3 separate regions of the Sus scrofa genome follow, and all the other regions are linked to region 3. A link is a contact called in public Hi-C and HiChIP or PLAC-seq data. All regions are on one chromosome and are shown on one strand. The core of a region is the stretch at or near the end of the contact, and the rest is flanking DNA. Distances in the headings are between cores, read along the strand shown.

What was found. Hi-C and Micro-C count contacts between places; a contact is called where the count stands out from the background. HiChIP or PLAC-seq counts read pairs in DNA pulled down with a chosen protein or histone mark.
Region 1: a Hi-C map of liver shows a contact between it and region 3, with 2.3 times the contacts expected there. The contact joins the promoter of AK2 here to the enhancer-like site in region 3. A contact is called at or near these places in 1 of 5 promoter capture datasets (liver), 26 of 47 Hi-C or Micro-C datasets (adipose tissue, alveolar macrophages, blood and 13 more) and 2 of 2 datasets of contacts at active chromatin or transcription factors (alveolar macrophages and skeletal muscle).
Region 2: an H3K27ac HiChIP or PLAC-seq map of skeletal muscle shows a contact between it and region 3. The contact joins two enhancer-like sites. A contact is called at or near these places in 8 of 47 Hi-C or Micro-C datasets (alveolar macrophages, blood, embryonic fibroblasts and 4 more) and 2 of 2 datasets of contacts at active chromatin or transcription factors (alveolar macrophages and skeletal muscle).

Annotation. Positions count from the first base shown.
Region 1 is chr6:89,316,104-89,319,947 of Sscrofa11.1, reverse strand. It overlaps AK2 (adenylate kinase 2, mitochondrial), which reads left to right and starts at 1,882. Exons shown (of 7, transcript XM_021095843.1): 1 at 1,882-2,075. The coding sequence starts at 1,977.
Region 2 is chr6:89,296,589-89,300,641 of Sscrofa11.1, reverse strand. It overlaps AK2 (adenylate kinase 2, mitochondrial), which reads left to right. Exons shown (of 7, transcript XM_021095843.1): 6 at 1-51; 7 at 2,400-4,053. The coding sequence ends at 2,404. Among named protein-coding and RNA genes, the nearest start is that of AK2, 19 kb to the left of the region's middle. Within about 2 kb of position 1,766, at least 21 of the 83 cell types and tissues checked have an H3K27ac peak or open chromatin away from gene starts, as enhancers often do. A contact at or near this core is called in skeletal muscle and subcutaneous adipose tissue, where this site is marked.
Region 3 is chr6:89,226,287-89,230,398 of Sscrofa11.1, reverse strand. RNF19B (E3 ubiquitin-protein ligase RNF19B) reads left to right here. Exons shown (of 10, transcript XM_005665197.3): 8 at 2,965-3,096; 9 at 3,902-4,112. Among named protein-coding and RNA genes, the nearest start is that of RNF19B, 22 kb to the left of the region's middle. Within about 2 kb of position 2,033, at least 28 of the 83 cell types and tissues checked have an H3K27ac peak or open chromatin away from gene starts, as enhancers often do. A contact at or near this core is called in adipose tissue, alveolar macrophages, liver and 6 more, where this site is marked.

The DNA.
Region 1 (3,844 bases), core at 633-3,132, 90 kb before region 3:
AATAAACGCTGGTCTTTTTGAATTGAAGTGAATTTGGGGCACATAGAGGCTTTCACCAGAGAAAACACTCTTACTCCCCACCCTGACCCTCACCCCCGTGAATCCCGTGCTCTCTTGCCACTCCTAATGTTAATTGTGACTCTGCTACCATGTGGCTTTGAGCTGGTCGCTGTATATCTTCCTGGAAAATGGGCATGGCAACACTGCCTCCTTCAAGGTCAGGAACCTTGTGAACGCCTAGTGTAGGGAATGAGGAGGGATGGGAAATGAATGTTAACGTCTTGTTGAAGTAAAACAGAAGAGGCCAAGCTGAAGAGATAGCAAATTCATTTCCAGGATGTAGAAAATGAGTTGCAGTAAGCCTGTGGGGAAACATAATTATTTCATAATCACTCTCAACTAAAGGTCCAAAGGGCCCTTGGGGCTGGTGGTACCAGGCAGGACCTCAGAAGTTGCTTCATAGGGGGTGTGGATGTAACTTTCATACACTAAAACGTTGTCCAAGAGTTTCTCTCTTTTGGAAGAAATTACCATTTCCCGACTTTAAAAGCTTGATCTGTTTATTATAGAATTCATCACAGAACTTTTTGAAAATATAAAAATGCACAAAGAAGGGGAGGTGCTCTTGTAATCACACTACACAGAGATCATCACTTGTAACTGTCAAAAGTGGGATTTTGTGGGAGTTCTCCTCGTGGTCCAGCAGAAACAAATCCGACTATGAACCATGAGGTTGTGGGTTCGATCCCTGGTCTCTCTCAGTGGGTTGAGGATCCGGTTTTGCTGTGAGCTGTGGTGTAGTCTGCAGACGGGGCTCCGATCCCGCGTTCCTGTGGCTGTGGTGTAGGCCAGTGGGTACAGCTCTGATTAGACCCCTAGCCTGGGAACCTCCATATGCCGTGGGTGCAGTGCTGAAAAGCCAAAAAAAAAAAAAAAAAGTAGGATTTTATTGTAACTGCAATTTTGTCTTTTTTTTTTTTTTTTTTTTTTTTTTTTTTTTTTTTTTGAAATGTCTTGGGCCGCTCCCGCGGCACACGGAGGTTCCCAGGCTAGGGGTCCAATCAGAGCTGTAGCTGCCAGCCTATGCCAGAGCCACAGCAACGCGGGATCCGAGCCGCGTCTGCAACCTACACCACAGCTCACGGCAACGCCGGATCGTTAACCCACTGAGCAAGGGCAGGGATCGAACCCTCAACCTCATGGTTCCTAGTCGGATTCGTTAACCACTGCGCCACGACGGGAACTCCATAACTGCAATTTTGTATCCCAATGTTTGGTGAACGTTTTCCCAGGTGATTAAATATCTTATACAAGGGGGGGATTCCAGTATACAAATTTGTTGCAATTTATTTAACCAAGCTCTTATTGTTGAACGTTTGGGATAGTGCCTTTTGTTTTTGTTTTGTTTTGGGCTTTGGGGATGTTATAAGTGCTACAATTAATATCCTTGTTACACAAATCTTTGCATATATCCTAGATTATGTCCTTTAAATTCCCGAAAGTGGAACTGCTAGGCCAAAGGGTATTTGATACATATTTGCCAATTTGTTTCCTAGGACTGATTCCACCCATTTATAATCCCGCGGGCAATTTTAAAGGACTCCTGGAGTTGCCGGTATCACTAACTGTCAAAAGCCCGCCTAGAACTCCCAACTGGACCTCTAGCCTAGCTTCACGTTTTCCCGCCCACTCCGCACACCCGCCGCGAGCCCCACCCCCGTCCATGATGGCCCGCCCCTTCCTTACTCCCTCACGGATTCTGTCCAATCAAAAGCAGCCTTCCCCGGTATCGTTGCTTGGCCGGTAAACTGAAGTGTCTGTCGCGCTCAGGGGTGGGCGGAGCAGAGTGACAGACGTGGCTACGGACCAGTGTAAGGGGCGAAAGGGGCATGCGTGGCGTGCGTGGCGCGCTGGCCTGGAAACCGTGGAGCTGAGAGGTGTGCTGGAGGGTTAAGCAGTGAGAGACTTCGGCGGCCATGGCTCCCAACGTGACCGCCTCCGAACCGGCCCAAGAGGGTCCTAAAGGCATCCGGGCCGTGCTGCTGGGGCCGCCCGGGGCCGGCAAAGGTACTCAGGTGAGCTGCAGGGCTGGACTTGTCGGCGGATCCCGTGGAACTCCAAGGTCAGGGCGGCCGGAGGTCCTGGTCGCCCCAGAGCCGAGCCGCGCGCAGGCTGAGGCCTGGGGTGCCTGGGGTGGGGATGAGGGAGCCGTGACTGGCGTCTGGGGTTTCGGTAGGTGTTTGGGGGAAGGTCCAAAGTGGAGGTTGGAGAAGTTTGAGTTAAAGTTCTTGAAGGATCCAGGCTTAAGATGTCGTGTTAGGAGCTTTAAAGACTGATCAGAGTCCTGAAGGGATTAGAAGCTGAGATTTGAAGGGTAGGGTGAACCACCTGGGCTGAGGCATGTCGATTACAACCCGAGAGGAGGCTGAGACCCCAGACTCCATGAGAATTGGGAGTGAATTGTCCAGGGTTACGTTCCAGGCATCCGTGTAGGGGTCCGTTTCTGTAATGATTAATGCCTGAAGGTGGAAGAACATCTCCTGCAGGTGGGGAAAAGCGGGAGCTGGCCTGATTAGGAGTATTGCTAAAAGACGTGAGGTATGTCCTGCCTAGCCAGTCAAGTGGGGGAATCTTAATATACAGATAAGAAAACAGGCCGGAAGGGGTCAGGTGGTTTTCCCAGGTTAGCAAAATTGATTTCATGGAGCCTGGAACCTCAGGGCTCTGGGCGATTACGGAGTCTGAAGTTACCTTCTGCTGACTGTGGGGCCTCACTTGGCATCTGGGACCTAGTGGGCGCGTGGATCAAGGTTGGGATTTATGATCTTGTGTAGGATTTGAAAGCCCATAGGTTGAATTATCATCAGTATCCTCTTCCTGCCTGGGGTCTGGCGTTGCCCCTGAGGCCTCAGGTTTTTGCTTGCCCTTCTGAAGAACAGGTTCTTCTTTTGCTTAGGTTCTAAAGAAGGAATCCTGGAAGTCTGAGTTCCTAAGGGAATGGGGTTCTGGGCTCTGCTCTGTGCCCCATCTTCGCTTCCTAGCACTTGCAAAAATGGTAGAATCTTGGCATGTGTCTTACTCTTGGGACTCTTGTGACACCCAGCATATTACTTGGTACATGATGAGGTTATGAGAAATGGATGAAGACAGATTCATGTGGGTGATGAGGAGAAGAGAAGTCTGGGAGATTGAATTCTTTCCTGTGATTTGCTTTTTGGTTCTGGCCACTAGGTCAAGAAATACCACTTGCCCTTTTCTCTCTATAGCCAGAACCTGGGGCTCGCTGTTACCTAATCTCTTATCCTTGGTAACATTGAAGGCTCCTCTTTCCTGCTGCTGCCACCTTCAGTTATTAGGTAACCTGCAGTCTAGGAATGTTTAATCCCAAACTCTATAAACTTTTGCTCTGAGTAACCGAGATAAACAAGGTAGTTTAAATGCATCGATTGTTCATATTGAAGTTAATAATTTCAGTAGTTGTGAAATGGACAGCCCATCCCAGTGCTGAGACAAGGGCTTTGTCGTTTAGCAAGCTTTGCAATTTGTGAGCCTCACTGCTCTCACCTGAAATATGGGGATAATACTTACCTTACTCATTCAACGTTTCATGAGCACTGAACATTGGAGATAAAGCAGTGAATAAGACTGATAAAGTCCTTGCCCCCTAGACCAAAAGATCACAAGGATATTGGAAAATTATATACGTGTGTAAAGCACACCTAGATGACTTGACACATAGTAGGTATTCACTGATTATTGGCTCCCTCATCTTACTAACACATCTCCCCACTTTCTAATTCGGCTGTATGTCAGTGTGAAGGGTGATATATTCAGAAGGGTTTGA
Region 2 (4,053 bases), core at 517-3,016, 71 kb before region 3:
CCCCTGATGTCGTGTTTGCAAGCATCCTAGCAGCCTTCTCCAAAGCCACATGTAAAGACTTGGTTATGTTTATTTAATGTTGAGTCCAAAAAGGAATTTCTTTCTTCTTCCTGTCCCTGCTGAGAAAGTGGGTGGGAATGGCAGAGCAGACAGAGGGAAGCTTCCTCAGGCCAGCAAGAATATCATTTGGTGTATTGATTAAAAAGCACTTTTTTCATGTATCTTTGGCATGTGTGCAACTCTCATCTCATCTGTGTGTGTGTGTGTGTGTGTGTGTGTGTGTGTGTGTGTGCGCGCGTGTGTCGGTAAAAGTATGTGTCCACCTCCTACTTTCTAAGTTATGGGCGAGGTTGCTTTACCAGCTGTTTACTTCTGCAGCCATGCTCTTGATTTTATTTTTTGACCAAAATAAACTAACTCAGGTATCTACCAGGCATTCTAATTTCCTGGTATTTATTCCATCTCCAAAGGCTAATTAGAAGTCCAAAGTCACGTGAAGTCAGGCAGGACCATAGTTCCTGATGGCAAACTGTTGGCCAGAAATTCCACTTGTTTTCTCACTCATAATGAAATGCCAACTCTGAGTGTGTGGAAAGGGATCATTAATTTTTTTCCCTAAACAGAAGGGAAAAGGCACATTACAGATTCCAGAAATTACTGAGAGAGGGTGTCACCATAGAAAGAGCCAGGTCAAGTTGGAGTATTTTTATGATCTGCCTCATGGTTCTGTAAAGTAAGAATGATTTGGGACCTGTGTTTGAATACTGAATTTTTGCCAAAGAATTAAACCAGGCGAAAGGTCCTTTTGAATTCAGACTGTCTTCTGAACCTCCAGACTGGGCATCTGAGAGCAGCCAGTCCATTTTCCTAAAGAGAGACCAGGGTAGGCTTGTTTTTATTTTTAATGTTTGCCTCTATTTCCAAGTATGAACAAAGTAGTGATTAGAGGGTGATCTGTTTTTGCATCATTTCAATAAGAATTTATTCAAACTCAGCCTCCCTGCAGGATGTGAAACCCAAATCAGATGTTTTCCTTTAAAACTCAACCCTCTTCCTTCCATGGAATTTCTGTTGTGGTTCAGCAGAAATGAACTCGACTAGTATCCATGAGGACGTGGGTTCGATCCCTGGCCTCGCTCAGTGTGGGTTGAGGATCCAGCATTGTTGTGAGTTGGGGTATAGGTCACAGATGCGGCCCAGATCCCACGTGCCTGTGGACGGCAGCTGAGGCTCTAATTAGACCCCTAGCCTGGGAACTTCCATATGCTGCGGGTGTAGCCCTAAAAAGACAAAAAAAAAAAAAAAAAAAAAAAAAAAGAACTCAACTGTCTCCCTTCCAGATCCGTAATTCATCCCTTACCTCATAATGGTGATGGCTACAGCCTCTCCAAGAAAGGATCCCCCCAAAATAAGATCACCTATGGTGGTAACCTGGCTTTATTCCTAACCTCAGCTCCCAACTATTAAGCATTTCCTGGGGCTCCATGCTGTGCCTTTTGGTCTTGTGGTTTGATTTATGGCAAACAGATGAGTTAATAGACTGCTGTGAGCGACCGCAGAAAATAGCAGCTTCTGGAAAAACCATTAGAAAATCAGTGGCAGGTCCAGTAAATAATGCCACCTGCCCAGTGTATTCTGTTGACTCAGTGCAGTGGACTCTAAAGTGCCCAGTCCCCATCTGACCTGGCTCTCCTGCTGTCTGTGGGACCACCAGAGGGCTTGTCCTCTGTCCACCTGGAAGCTGGCTGTGGGTATGTGGCCATCTTGCGTCCCTCTTTGTCTGCTTCAAGTGAGTGTCTGCTGGCTCTGCTCTGCTTTGTTTTCCTGGCTGTAAACTAACTCCACCCATTCTTAACGGAAACTCAATCTGGCGTGGAATGTTTCTGGGAAGCACATGACTTCTGGGAATGGACAAGGAAAAAGAGTAAAACCAAAACTGTCAGCATTGTAGGGAGCTGGGTTCTCTCTCTCTGGATAAAGGAAGCCTCATGAATCCTGAAATCTATTCCACTTCGACTGGGGACAGTTGCAGGCACTTAGCCTCAAAGATGAGGTCCTCACATGTTTGCTAATTGAGTGTGCATGATCCTTGCTCAAATATTTGTCATCCATCCATATACATTCACATGTGCACACACCCGCGTGTGGTATTTGGACTGCCGGTGAGAACTGGAAGATCGTGGGGGATGCATATGCCCTTTTGGAGGTAGTTAGTATTCCGTTTTTGCTTCGTTTAATTCCAGAGCCTTAACCTGAGCAGGCATGAGAGCTTTCACCTGGCAGAGAGATGTCCAGTGTTTAATGCATTTGGTTGCTGGGGCATGCATGCCAGCCTTCTCTAATATTTACTTGGTTTTTAAAAACCCATTTTGTTCTCTCTTGTTTCCTCTCTATTTCAGCCTAGTAACAGAAGGCCAGGCGAGACTGCACCACTGCTCATCACCCCGCGGCGTGATTCCTGCTCTTAGGTGCTGGGCAGAAGGGAGGGGTGCGCAGGGTAAGGGTGGAGAGGGAGGAGTGCTGAGGGCTCAAGAGGAGGATGGGAAGAGCCCCAGGTGGTAGTGAAGCGATTTCTTTTACATAGAGTAGGAATCTTAAAAATTAGAAACAAAGGGAAAAATTAATTTTTTAAAACATGGATTGGAAGGTGTAAGTAGAAACAGGGAGTTGCAGTATTATTTCTAAGGAATCATGTTTTCATGTACTCTGGACTGGTGACAATGTTTTTTTAAAGCCAGTGTCCTAAGACCTCACTTTTATCAGACCTCATGCCAGCCCAGGAATGCAGGCCATCACACTGCTGTCCTGTCTGTCCTGTAGCTTGGAACAGGGCAGGAGCCGACTGCTCACCCTGGTTCCCCACACTGTGAGACCAAGAAATCATCTCCGCATTTGAAAAAGATACGGGTGTTTTCCTGGGGCCGGTGGCTCAGCAAATCAGGTTTACTGGGGTCATGGGGCAGGAGGGGCAGGCTAGTCTCACTCCCTTCCTGACTCACCTGCCCACCTGCTCTGGCGGGTAATCTCTCTGCCACCACCCAGCATGTGCCACGATCCTACACTCTTGCCTTCCTCCATCCATGATGTGTGAAGGGACTCCTTTTAATAAATGAACAAGTGTCCTAAGCAACATTATCCAAAGATCGTCCTTTCCATCCTCAAATCCTGTGACTGGGATCACTCGACAGCACTGTGATGTATTATTTTCAATGAGGTGCCTTTCTTACCGGTCCAAATGCTGCCTTGTTTGGCCCCTAAATTAATAAAGCGTGTTAAAAGTTTGTATCCCCTGTTGTGGCATTTTTAAAGGGGATCCTGGCTAGTAAAAGGACGCTGAATTCTGGGTCTGACTTGGAAGCCCTCTTTTGTGGTCACTAGAAGCCGTGGGATAGAAGGTCCAAGCATGTGTTGTTAAGAAGAGCCTGTACCCTCTTGACCTTGAACTCATGCAGCATTTTCTTGAGCCTAAGGACAAGGCAGCTTGGGTCCAGTGAAGATAGCACTGTGCCTGGAGTTCAGGGGACGTACAGCGAATCCCAGCCAACCATTTACGCTGCCCCTGTTTCCTCATCTGAAAGAGAGACCGCTGACGCCACCTTCTCAGACTTGTTGGCAATAAATAAAGTTTAGAAAAAGCAGCTTTTTCTTGGTGCCTGGCACACAACAGACACTGGATAAATGCTATGGGGATCTGAATATACACAGAATAATAGCTGCTTCTGCCAGGCTGGATGATTGTTGAGCAGACAGCTGTCCACAGCCTAGAAAGCCAGGGCTTCTAATGCCTGAGCCAGGGTTTGGTTTTTCTTTTGTTTTGTTTTGTTTTTTTAATGTGTTTTGTTGTATAGTTCTAAGCCAGATTTTTGGCTGCCTTTTCAGCTGCCTCTTTAATACTCTTGGTTGCTTCTTTTTAAATCCATTTCTTTCCCTGCAAAAATGAGCTTAAATCATTTGTCCTAACTGAAGCTCTCATGCTCTTTGGAAGGGCGGCCTTTGCCAATGAGGTTTCTGAGAAATGGCTGCTGTTCCCGAAAACAGGGAGCTGGGCTGGAA
Region 3 (4,112 bases), core at 784-3,283:
AATTTCTGACAGAACCACTTGCAGTTATGAGAAGTAACATATCATACTGAGCCATTTTTCTGTGCCAGGCATGTCCCATGTGTCGTCTCATTTTGATTTAATCATCAGTGGTGGGTTTAGCTTTTATAATTAGAAAACAAGGTAGACAGGTTGAGTGACTTATCATAAAGTTCAGTGCTTCTTCCTACTGCACCGTAGTGGCTCCATATAAAGAATAATTTTGACTTCAGATCCTCCCTCTATGCACTAGGCTGCCTCCATCAGGAAGGGAAGCACGCATTTTGGTAGCATTCCCAAGGCTATGCCCTCCATTAGGTTTGTCACTGGCTTTCAATTCTACAGCATTTGTGCTGTATCTTGTTGGCTTATTGGTGCTGTTATCCTTCCTATTCTGATTCCCATTGGTAGATAAGGAGAATCAATTCTATGAACTTGTGTTGAAAATATGTAAAGTTTTATAACTAAAAAGGTTGTGACTTGCTTGGTTTTTTCACCAGTTAGATAAAGCAGAACATATTAAGAGGAGCATAATAGATGTTATATGAGAAGCAATTATTTGAATGCACTGGAGAAGAGAGGCCTAGATAGAAGTACAGGTGGTACACAACAACATAGGGAGGCGTTCCCATTGGGGTGCAGCGGAAACGAATCTGACTAGGAACGATGAGGTTGCAGGTTCGATCCCTGACCTTGCTCCGTGGGTTAAGGATCCGATGTTGCCGTGAGCTGTGGTGTAGGTTGCAGACGCGGCTCGGATCCCACGTTGCTGTGGCTCTGGCATATTCCAGTGGCTACAGCTTCGATTGGACCCCTAGCCTTGGAACCTCCGTATGCCGAGGGAGTGGCCCTAGAAAAGGCAAAAAAAGACAAAAAAAAAAAAAAAAAACAAGGTAGGGAGGTAGGGGAGACACTTGCTTTCAGATATCTGAAGGGCCTAGAACTGGAAAAAAGGATTAACAGTTCTTCCTCTTGCCAAGTGATAGATTAAGATGATCTGGCAGAAGCTGGAGGGAAACTAATTTTGTTTCATTATAGAGAGTATAGGAAAAATCTATATAAAAGTCCAAAGAAAGAATGGATTACCTTAGTAGATGCTGAGCTGCATATTCCTGGAAATGCTGGTTTTTGTTTTGTTTTGTTTTGTCTTTTTAGGGCCACACCCGTGGCATATGGAGGTTCCCAGGCTAGGGGTCTAGTCAGAGTTGTAGCTACCAGCCTATGCCACAGCCACAGCAATGCCAGATCTGAGCCGCATCTGCAACCTACACCACAGCTCACAGCAACGCTGAATCCTTAACCCACTGAGCAAGGCCAGGGATTGAGCCTGCATCCTCATGGATACTAATTGGATTTGTTATTTACTGAGCCACGACAAGAACTGCCCCCTGGAAATGTTTAATATGAGTTAGAAGGAATCAAGCAACAGATGGCACATGCACTGGATCCCACACCTGAGTGCCTGTCAGTCACTTGGGAGCCTTTTAAAAATGGATTTCCTTGCCGTATCTCAGAATTAATAAAGTAGAAGCTCCTAGAGTGGGACCTAGGGGTCTATGTCTTGAAAAGGCTCCCCAGGTGATTCTAGCATAGCCATTGCACAGACTGGCATCTGGGAACCACCTAAGGAGATGGTCTTTGTGAAAAGTCTCTTCCAATTCTGAGAGTGTTTCTGTGGCAGAGCTGACACTAGGACCCAGGTCTCTGACTCAGTGCACTTTAATTTGCACTGCTCCATTTTCCTGGGCCATGGCACATTCTTGAAGAGCCTTTAAGACTAGAGCAACAGAGCAAAGACTCAGGCAGCAGGACGGAGGTTGACTGAATGTGCAGCTGCAGACTGCTGCTGACCTGCCTCCGTCTCATGACTCTGGTTGTCTCTTGTTAGGGGATCCCGCCCCCACATGCTAGAGAATTCACTGCTGTGCTTTCTTAAAACCAACACCCCTGTAAATAAGCAGACAGACATAATGAGAGTGACTTGCTGAAACTGCAGCTTAGCCAGTCCAGCTGTTCCAGTTCTGTGAAAGCCTTTTATAGGAAGTGAATGAGTCAGATGAATTTGACTGTGAAACCCATTATGAGGAAATACTTAAGTGTACAACCAAATGGTGTTAGAGCCAAGAAGGGAAAAGCTCAGAGTTCTCCAAGACACTGTTGAAGTTTACTGCCCTTGTAGGAAGCTGACTCTTGTATGGCCTTTAAGCTCATAGCCTAGGGATAATTTGATGGCTAAATGTTAAAGTTCTCAAGACATGGAGGGCAAAGTGTGGATGAGATGTGGTCTCTCACTTTTTGGAGCTCACAGATGAGCAGGAGAGATGTGCGTAAATTGATTTAATAAATAGGTAGGTGCTATGAGAGCACTTAGCAGGATGTGACTGATTTCCTGGAAGAGAGAGGAGATGATACTTCCTTTATTGTCAAGGACTGAATATTCAGAGTTTGTCATGTAGAGAAAGGGAACTTGGAGAGAGAGGGACTAGCATGTGCAGAGTCATGGAGGTATAAAATGTGTATAGGTGTACAAGGAAAGAAAAAATTCAGTGCAATTATGATTTAGGACCTGTGGTTAGAGAGAGAGCTTGGAGGCAGATCAGGCAGACCTTAAATGCCTGTTGGCAAGAGGGAGCCGAGAGAGCTGTTAGAGTGATCAGGTCTTTGTCGACATTGGCACTGATCTGAAAGTTGTTTTACTTGGACTAAGGGCTACTGGAAAGAGAGCCCAATTGCGGTTACCCAGGCAGGAGCAGTTGCGGGCCTGAAGTTAAGCAGTAGCAGTGGGAATAGAAATGAGGGGACGATTGAGATGGATAAATTTAAGAAAGAAGATGTGTGGGTGTCTATTTGAGTGATTTGACATTTGGAAAAGATCAGATCAACTCAGTTTCCAAGAGAATAATGGAAGAGGTATGTGCCAGGAAGCAGACTGTCTCATATTAACTTAAACGTCCCCTCTTTACACAGGTTAGAAGTCCAAGCCGATGTCCAAAAGGAAATTTTCCCCAAAGACACAGCCAGTCTTGGTGCAATTAGTGACAACGCAAGCACTCGTGCTATGGCCGGTTCCATAATCAGTTCCTACAACCCACAGGACAGGTATGTGAACAGTCAGATGCCTAGGAGAGGTTGCATTTTTTGTGGTTGGGTTTCAGCCTTCAGAAGCTCACTGCTTCTTGTTAGGGCTGTTGTACCATCTAGTGGGATACATAGTGTGTATACCCTGTGAATTCATTGAGCAAGTTCTTGGTATGGGAGTGTTTGGCATCTCTTGATTGTTTCTTAGCACTTGATTTTTAGAGGTTCTTTCTTTTATTCTTCCTTTTCTTTTACATTTTTTTTTCTTTTCTTGGCTATTATAACAGTGTAATTATTCACATGGAACTTAAAGAGCTAGATTGGTATTCACTGATGTCTGCGCGTCTGTGGTTTCTGCTCTCATATTCTTTGCTTGATGTGGCTCCTATAGCCTATTTCTCTGTATTTTTGAGAAGCTCGTGTATCTGGCATGGTGTGATCATAGCACTCCCTACTAGAGAGATCCTGGTTTTTTCTAATTGTGGCAAAGAAATAAAAAGTTACGACTTTTCCTTCACTTTCATATTTTGAGTATAAGATAGTGTAAGACTCTGACCCTTAGTTGAATTTTAGAAGCTCGTTTTTAGTTGCTTTTTTAATAGGCAGAGGTGTATATTTGTGTGCATATTTAAAATCAACAAAAAAAATCTAGTTGTTCTTCTCCATCTTATTTGAGTGTTAGGGTAATTTTATTTTTAAAAGTGAGCTCTAGTCTACTATTTACCTATGTTTTTGGACTTTCTAATCTTGAACCCACAAACTGCTTTTACCAACAGGTATAGCATGACCCATGCATGATTCAGCAAAGTGGATTTTGTCTCCACAGAGAATGCAACAATATGGAAATCCAAGTGGACATTGAAGCCAAACCAAGCCACTACCAGCTGGTGAGTGGAAGCAGCACGGAGGACTCACTCCATGTTCATGCTCAGATGGTGGAGAATGAAGAAGAAGGTGGTAGTAGTGGTGGCAACAATGAAGAGGATCCCCCCTGCAAACACCAAAGCTGTGAACAGAAAGACTGCCTGGCCAACAAA